Regions from separate parts of the Mus musculus genome. Here regions 1 and 2 are each linked to region 3. Evidence: chromatin contacts called from public Hi-C and HiChIP or PLAC-seq data. All regions are on one chromosome and are shown on one strand. Each heading gives the region's core, a stretch centred on a gene start, on an enhancer-like site or on the middle of the called end of the contact. The rest is flanking DNA. Distances are from core to core; before and after follow the strand shown.

Evidence for each region. Hi-C and Micro-C count contacts between places; a contact is called where the count stands out from the background. HiChIP or PLAC-seq counts read pairs in DNA pulled down with a chosen protein or histone mark.
Region 1: a contact with region 3 is called in an H3K27ac HiChIP or PLAC-seq map of heart atrium, with 7 read pairs. The contact joins two enhancer-like sites. A contact is called at or near these places in 3 of 484 Hi-C or Micro-C datasets (the HL-1 cell line, granulosa cells and nephron progenitors) and 2 of 115 datasets of contacts at active chromatin or transcription factors (bone marrow-derived macrophages and heart atrium).
Region 2: a Hi-C map of uterus shows a contact between it and region 3, with 3 times the contacts expected there. The contact joins two enhancer-like sites. A contact is called at or near these places in 1 of 484 Hi-C or Micro-C datasets (uterus), 2 of 115 datasets of contacts at active chromatin or transcription factors (bone marrow-derived macrophages and heart atrium) and 1 of 9 other capture datasets (embryonic stem cells).

The regions. Positions count from the first base shown.
Region 1 is chr10:20,485,754-20,488,453 of GRCm38.p6, reverse strand. All of the region lies in intron 1 of Pde7b (phosphodiesterase 7B), which reads left to right. Among named protein-coding and RNA genes, the nearest start is that of Pde7b, 61 kb to the left of the region's middle. RefSeq lists an enhancer at 1-2,700. Within about 2 kb of position 1,378, at least 46 of the 459 cell types and tissues checked have an H3K27ac peak or open chromatin away from gene starts, as enhancers often do. A contact at or near this core is called in heart atrium, where this site is marked.
Region 2 is chr10:20,527,782-20,530,481 of GRCm38.p6, reverse strand. The region is part of intron 1 of Pde7b (phosphodiesterase 7B); the gene reads left to right. Among named protein-coding and RNA genes, the nearest start is that of Pde7b, 19 kb to the left of the region's middle. Within about 2 kb of position 1,416, at least 32 of the 459 cell types and tissues checked have an H3K27ac peak or open chromatin away from gene starts, as enhancers often do. A contact at or near this core is called in uterus, where this site is marked.
Region 3 is chr10:20,672,602-20,675,301 of GRCm38.p6, reverse strand. It overlaps a transcript of Pde7b not described here. Among named protein-coding and RNA genes, the nearest start is that of Pde7b, 130 kb to the right of the region's middle. Within about 2 kb of position 1,296, at least 50 of the 459 cell types and tissues checked have an H3K27ac peak or open chromatin away from gene starts, as enhancers often do. A contact at or near this core is called in heart atrium and uterus, where this site is marked.

The DNA.
Region 1 (2,700 bases), core at 129-2,628, 190 kb after region 3:
AGTCTGGGTAAGAGCCTGCCTTACCTGTTCTAGAGACTAGCATTCAAGTCCCAAAATACACTTTTGTCACCAGGCATTTAATAACCCTAAGCTAAGGTTGCAGAGTGTATTGTTTAGTAACGTTTAGTAACATTGTTCTTTCTTTTATGCATGCAAAGAAATTATTTTTGCTTCTGTCAAAAGCTTGCTTTCTGGACAACTGTCAGTTTCTTTTTGCTACGTAAATGATTTCCAACAATGACCCAGAAATGCATAGTTTCTGAAACAAACCAATCAAAAAGCTGGACCGTTCTACTTAGCCCATCTGATAGACAGTCCTCTGTGGTTAGACAGAGCCTGCCGCAATTGAAATCCTCGGAGGAAACACCGAGTCTAGTCAGCTGCACTGGGTCTCACATGTAAGACAACACTCCTCAGACAATAATCTCTGACTGAGTTAAGTACACAGGCTGTTTACAGTATCTCATAAGTCCACAGATGTTTCAATTGTACAACTGTTAAGCTAGCTAAGAAGTCATTATTTTTCTCCCAACATAATATATTTTATGGATTACTTGGGAATTTCATACAATGTACCCCAATCATACTCAGTTCCCATTACTCCCCAGTCCACCCTTCCACTCTTGTGTCCTCACCCCCCCAAAAAAAATTTTTTTAAAGTATACCAGGTATAATTTGTGTTGCCCATATATTTATCCGAGCATGGCCAAACCCTTGTTAACCAAGACCTTTAGCAAACAAGCCTGCATTGGAGCCCAGTGTATCATGATGAGAGCCCATGTCTGAGGTGTGCAGACCTGGTTCTCTGTCTTCATGACTGGCAACAGGGCACAAGGAAGCTCAAGAAAATGGCTTTCTACCAGAGTATCATTTTGTCCACCATGTTTTGGTTGCTGCAAAGTTTCTCTCTTTCCTTCTTTCTTTCTTTCTTTCTTTCTTTCTTTCTTTCTCTCTCTCTCTCTCTCTCTCTCTCTCTCTCTCTCTCTCTTTCTTTCTCCCTCACTTTCTCTCTCTCTCTCTCTCTCTCTTTCTTTCTTTCTTTCTTTCTTTCTTTTATGCCATTGCTATCTTCTTCAGATTATTATTGATACCCCTGCCATGAGATCCCACCCCATGGTTCCTGAAACTTGTATATAGCAAGATCATCACCACCATCTTTCTTCTCCTCAGACGCAGCAGGAACACTGTTGCTCGCTCCCTTTTTCAGGCCCTCTGCTCACCCCAAAATGACCTTGGAAGCACTTGATGGGGCAGGAGTCTGGTTCTTGTCATATGGCCCATGTTTCAGCCACTGTAAGCTGTCACCACTGTCAGAGTCTCCACCCTTCTCTGCCAGTTACATAAGAGGCCACATCAACGTCCTTCCCCTAGCACAGCTTTTATTAAACAGACACCACAAGAGAGGCCAAGTGGGCAAGAGGTCCATCCGGAGCTACGTCCCCTGTGGGGCTGGGGACTGTCTCTGGGTCTTGGCTCCCGAAACGAATGACTCAGCTCAGCCTCGGCCTGCGTCTGCAGCCTTCAGGACCAAGGACGACATGTTGTGCTTTCAGCTCCGAAGGAGCAAAAGAGCAGCAGTCCTTTCAAAAATAAGAATTCCCTTGCTGTTTGCTTCCTTTTGGAACACAATAAGAACAGACCGAGGACACGGCTCGGCTGTCAACGCTTCCTCCCGGCTTCCACCGCACCTTTCCTTTGCCAGGAAAAAAAAAAAGCTGCTGATGTTAAACAAGGGTTTAATGAATAGTCAAAATAATTGTTTAGCTTGGATATAAAACCCTAGGTAAGCAGACGGTTGCCCAGACCAGGGGCCAGCAAGAACAGCTCTGAAAGGACTACAAGGACGTCACTTGTTCTGTCCTAAGGCCAGAAGCCCTGTGGCCTCAGCTCTCCTGAGGACAGCCTTACACAGTTATTTCTCTTCTCACCAGCGTTATCAGTCAACATCAGAGGGGCTCGTGGAATAATGAAAGATTACTTCATATATACATATACATATACATGTGTATATATGGAGCTATCAAGAGGTTTAAGAGCCATTATCTTCTCAGAGTACAGCTGGAGCTTCACTAACATAAGCCCTGAAGCTGGATCTCCTGGGTATGTGGTCAACCTGGGCCATTGCTCCAGTTGATGCTGTCTATTCTGTTCTGTTTTTCTTTCTCATAAATTACATCCTGACTGTAGTTCCCCATCCCCTCCTCTTCTCCCAGTCCCTTTCTTCCTGACTTCCCCTCTCCCAGAGATCCACCCCGCCTCCATTTCTTAAGTAGGCCTCCCAGGGATATCAACAAACATAGCAGAAAAGGTTACAATAAGATTCTCCCGCACAAACCCTTAGATCAAGGCTGAGTAAGACAACCCAGTAAAAGGAAAAGGATCCCAAAGGGCACAAGAGTCAGAGGCCCTGCTCACACTGTCAGAGGTCCCATAAGAACACCAAGCTACATACCATAGCACATCTGCAGAGGACTTAGGTCAGACCCATGCAGGCTCCCCAATTGTCGGATCAGTCTATGAACCCCTCTGGGTCCTAGTTAGTTGATTCTGTGGCCTGTGTTCCTGTGGTGTCCTTGACCCCTCTAGCTCCTACAATCCTTCCTCCCCACTTCCCTGAGCTCTTGGAGTCTATAGTTGTTTTGTTTTGTTTTGTTTTTTAAATTTAGGTGTCTTCACTAGCAACTTGTTTGCTGTTGACCC
Region 2 (2,700 bases), core at 167-2,666, 140 kb after region 3:
TCATACCTACAATCACACAACCGTTGAAATGTTCTGAAGGGGCTGGGTGGAGCAATGAAGGTTTATTGGTTCAAATTACAAGTAAGGGTATCCTTAAAAGCCACATGGAAACAGCCATTATTTTGTGGCCAACTAAATCCTTTGTTAAACTAAATTAAATATGAGAGGTTTGTGTTCTTATTTTGTGTTTGTGTTTGAGTTTGTGTTCTTATTCATAATACTAATGGCCACTTAAAGTCAAAATTCTATTTAATAGTCACAGAAGGGAATTTTCTTTTGTCTCCAGATTATGATTTTGTTGTGATAATAGCCACTTAAGATTTATTACTTCAAAGCCCAGATCACAGCATGCTGCCATTCGAATTCCAGGCGCAGGCTTATAGGAATTAAGATTGATCACTGTACACTTGACAAAACCCCATGTAGGGAGAAACTTCTCAGAAACCAAGGGTTTGTAAGAAGATCAACAGTGTATCAGGAATCCTCTGGGCCTGATAGTGGGGCAATGCTTTCTAGGCATTCGTAAGAAAGACCACTGGATTTCCTCCGGAGATGTCAGAGTTTAGGTGAACTTAAATTGTGAACACTGTGAAAACATTTAATGTCTGCTTGCCCAGACATACACCTAAACAAGGACGAAAATATTCAGGATGGCCAGCCTAATTTCTAGATGAAGACCCCATACTCCATCCTGCTTCCAGGCTCCATTTCCCATAAAACTAGCAAGGTAGAAATGCTAGCAAGGTATGTGGTTAGTTGCTTTTAAGAAGGTAGGGCTAGGATCTTATTCCAGGCCAGGATCACACGTTGGTGACCCAGGCTCAGGTATGACATCCCACAGTCTTATGCAATGGTGGGTTCAGGAGGCTAGTATCTCTCATTTCTTATCACTTTGTGTGTTTAAAGTATCTTGTGCTGTAAAGCAGGTGGACTAGGGGAAGTGGAAGAGAGGGATAAAGAACAGGGAGATTTTAGCAGGTGGTACTTTACAGAAGTCAGGAAGAAAACACTCTGCCCTGACCATTTGCTTCGAATGACCACTAGACCAAAGGAGTTCCACGAAGGTCTAATTTGAACTAATCTGAAAGAAAAATCTTTGATTTTTATAAGGAAGGATTTCATCAAAAGTGAGGTTTGTGGGTCTGCGATGGAAATAGCTGAAGACTGGCAAACCAGCCACCTAAATACACGCGATTCATTTTTAGACGCATGAATTATGAATGAGCCATTCCGAGCAGACGTTCAGCATGAGCAGAGTTGACATGTCACACTGACCCGTAGTTTGGACCAGCATGGTCAATAGTAACGTTACAGGGTAGGAGTTCAAAGTAACTTGATTCTGAGGCAGATAGAGAAAGGAGAGAATAAATGCGGATACCACGCCTGGCTCTAGTCTCTTGGTGGCTCCTCCGCGCAATTAAACAGAATTAATCAAATCCCAGACAGTGAAGTGAAAGGCACTGCCCTACTTGCTATGCAGATGTAAACGTTCCTTCTCTCCATCCTGAAAGTGAGCCAAACTGGGGGCTGCGGAACCTGAGCCAGGGTGGAACCCTTCAAGGCCACAGCACGTGATTTAAGCTCAGAAGGAAAATGTTGGCAAAAGGGCGGGGCTTTGCCACATTTGATTAGGAAAAGCCTAGCTTTTAGACATAGACTTCTAAGTTTTAATTACGCAAACTCCAAGAACACAGGAGCTCCTTGGGTGCTAACACGGCAGTCACATGACTATTCTCCCACTGCCCACCCCAGCCCTCCCCCCACATCCCCCAGAATTATGTTACTCGGTTTTGCTTACAGTTTCACCTTCTGAATTTCAGCTCTCGCCTCCTCATAGTTGAAATAAGTGGGTCATGATCACCCCACTCACTCCCAGTTCATTATTTTCTCTCCCAGTGGCTGGTAAAGGCCCAGCCTCAAACTCCAAATTGTTCTCCATACTCATCCCAAAGTAGTTTCCACAGCCTGGATTCCGCTGCTGACCAGCTCCGCACCAAAGCGGAGCAGAATGAGGGAGACGGATGAGAGAGGAAGCAAGGAACAACACAGAGTTTAGATCTCCGGTAACCGCTTTAGATGCTCAGGGTCTGTCTGCACACCCAAACTGAGGCAGGTTGATGCTCAGAAGTGAAGACTAAGAGGACATTTGTTTTGGTTTTGAGTAGGTTTTCTGTAAGTGAGACATGAAAGCTACTGTGCCTCCAATACGGTTCTAAGCCCCCAGTTCTCAATCCTTTCACAGGGGCCGCCCGAGACCGTCAGAAAAAAAAAAACAAAAACAAAAACAGATATTCACATTACAATTCATAACAGCAGCAAAATTACAGCTATGTAGTAACAATGAAAATAATTTGCGGTTGGGGGTCGCCACAACAGGAGGGACTTATTAAAGGGTCCCAGGATTGGGATCCACTGCTCCAAGGGGATGACGGGCAAGAAACACATCTCCCGTTCAGACAGGAAAAGTCCTGATTCAAGGACTTACAGAAATACACCATTAACCTGCAGGAGGAGCAGAGCTGACCTGAAAGAATGGCATGTGAACCTGACTCATAGGGAATTTGGCTAGGAGCCAAAAGTAAATGCTCATGGCTATATTCTACCCTAGAATTGCCATTGGATATTTTCCATTTAAAAATAAACTGCAAATATATTGCTCATCAAAGCAATTATGTGTACTCAATATATTTCCTCCAGATA
Region 3 (2,700 bases), core at 47-2,546:
TATGCACGAATCAATACCAAGGTGAATAATATGTCTATACACTTCCCTATGTAGTGAGATGAGAGGCCGTTGGGGTTGACAACCTAGAATATGTGATATGTGATTCATTTTTTTTGGTAGGAGAAATAACAGTCATACATCTTTATTAAATGGATCTTCAGAATTTGAATTTGAAAACGCTCTCTGTAGCTGATTGCTTACAACCTGATTCAAAGTCTATGTGGGCTATGACTACTTGTTGCTTGGAATGTGAATCCCTGCACACACATGTGTGTTAACATAGAAATCATCGGACAGCCTTATGGACTGCTCCTCAGGGACCATCTGCCTTTTAATTTTAAAATAATATTTGAGACAGGGTCTCTTGCTGGACTGAAACTAGCCAATGAGGCAAGCCAGGCTGGCTGGCTGGCCAGCAGGCTCCAGAGATCTGCCTACCTCTGCTTCTCTGAGCACTGGAATTCCAAGAGTGCACTTTTTAAACACGGGTTCAAGAAATTGAAGTCAGGCCCTCTAGCTTGCAAGGTAAGCACTTTACCAACTGAGCATCTCCCAGGCTCCAAAATAGACTTTTAATATAGACTTTTTCAATGATTGAGTTAATGAGTGGGGACCAGATCTTTATAAGAATAAATCTAGATGGTGAAGTGCAGTTGAGGCACTGCCTTCTTCTTATCCCCCAAGCAGGGCCCTTGGAGAGCAAAACACTTAGAATTAAGGAAGTTCCTGGTACAAGTACCTTAATCTATGGCACTATCTAGGGGCAGCATTTTGTGATCCCCAACTGTCTCCAGGTTTTCTTCAATGTCAACAGACTCTGCCTAGCTTGTTTCCACGACTATTAGTGACGTGCAGTAGACAAGCTACTGGCTCTCATGAATACGCACTTTGGCTCCTAGAGTCTGTATAATGAAGACAAGTGTACAGGAATACCACTGCCCATCATGAACTCTACAAGGGTCTAGAAAACAGAATGTGAGGGGTTCACTCCAGCTGCAGGCCTTTGGTGGCCTTACGAATGATTCTGGAACCCTCTAAGTTTCAGTTTCCATATCCAAATAGGAATTTCCACTTACACATTGTATGTTCACCATTTCAGACATGGAGAATATCCCTCCCTGGCTGAGCTCCGAGAAAATTCATCGCAGGAGCACAGTGCTCAGATAGGTGTTTGGCTATAAACAGGAGAGCTGTTTGTGAGACTTTTCTCCCCACTGTTGTTTGAGATTAAAAGACTGCCTTTTTTCCAGTATGTTCAGCTTTCAAAAGACACACTGGAGGAAGTCAGCCAATTTCTGCCCACACAACTTCCAAGTGACGTCAATGGCAGCAGAGCTCACAGGTCTCTAAGCAAGTTTTGGCTCTCTATGTGAGGATTTTTTTCCCTTTCTTTCTTTTTTAAAAGAACAACTGCAAAAATGATTGCTCTCAACTCAAATTACACAATTTGTTCTTTTTTGTCCCCTGAGTCAGCAGACCTCGTGTGGAAAATAAGGCAAGCTCCCTTTCGTACACGGCGAGTGAAATGGGACAGGTCTATGAAAATAGAACATTTGAGATGATTGAAGGAATCTTCAAGTAACATTGTTGGTGTTTGTTGTTGTTGTTGTTGTTGTTGTTGTTGTTGTTTGATTTGGTTCTTTGAGACAGGGTTTCTCTGTGTAATAGCCCTGGCTATTCTATATCCTGTTCTGGATGCACTTTGTAGACCAGGCTGGCCTTGAACTCACAGAAATCTGCCTGCCTCTGTCTCTGCCTCCTAAGTTCTAGGATCCAGACAGATACCTAGATAATATAACTGTTACTTGAACCCTAAATTTTTTATCACATCTGTAATCTGTGTATCTTGGGCACAGCATGTGTTGAATATATTTTAGAGGACTTCTCTAACAAGAAAAGGTAACTCATATTTGGTTCCCAGCTCTTCTTTCCTGATAAAGTCAAACAAAATAAAGACTCTAAGGACAGTAGCTTAGGCACATGGCTCTCAACATTGGAAAGGCATGCATCGGCTCAGTCCACATAGCAACTCTCTGAGGCGCTGTTGGTAGAACTCTGCTGACTAGGAATGTGAGAATCAGAAGATAAAACTGCTCAAAAGCTGGTCAAGCAGCACTTGGTCCTCAACCTGGCTTCAATTTCTACCAAGGTGGCTTGTTCGTATCCAAACAGTGTTTAGCTGGGGCTGGAAAGCTGACTCAGCAGGAGTAGGGACCTCTCTTATAAAGGACCCAACTTTGATTTCCAGTACCCATATCAGACAGCTCACAACTACCTGTAACTCCAGCTCCAAGGGATCTGACACCTTCTTCTGACTTCCATGGGCGCCTACACTCACGGACACAAACCCACACACGAGCCAACACATAGACACCTAATTCTGTGCATCTTCTTTTAAAAGAAATGTGCTTATTGATGCCTGATTGCTGTGAGTTTTAAGTAAGGGCTGTTACTTGGCAATCTGAAGCATTGATGTACAAAGCAGCGTTCAGCTCCATCTGCTCCTCCTGACAGACATGGAGTTAAAGGACTCCTGCCCATTCCATCCTTGCAAGAGCTGTCTGAGCGCAGTCTCTATCAGTGCGATGTTACTGAGAAAAACAAGTGGTTGTCACTTGCCTAAGATCACACGACCGCAGAACGCTTCAACTCTACGGCCTGCGTTTCCTGCTCAGTGCATTTTTCCTCTGCAGCACACTT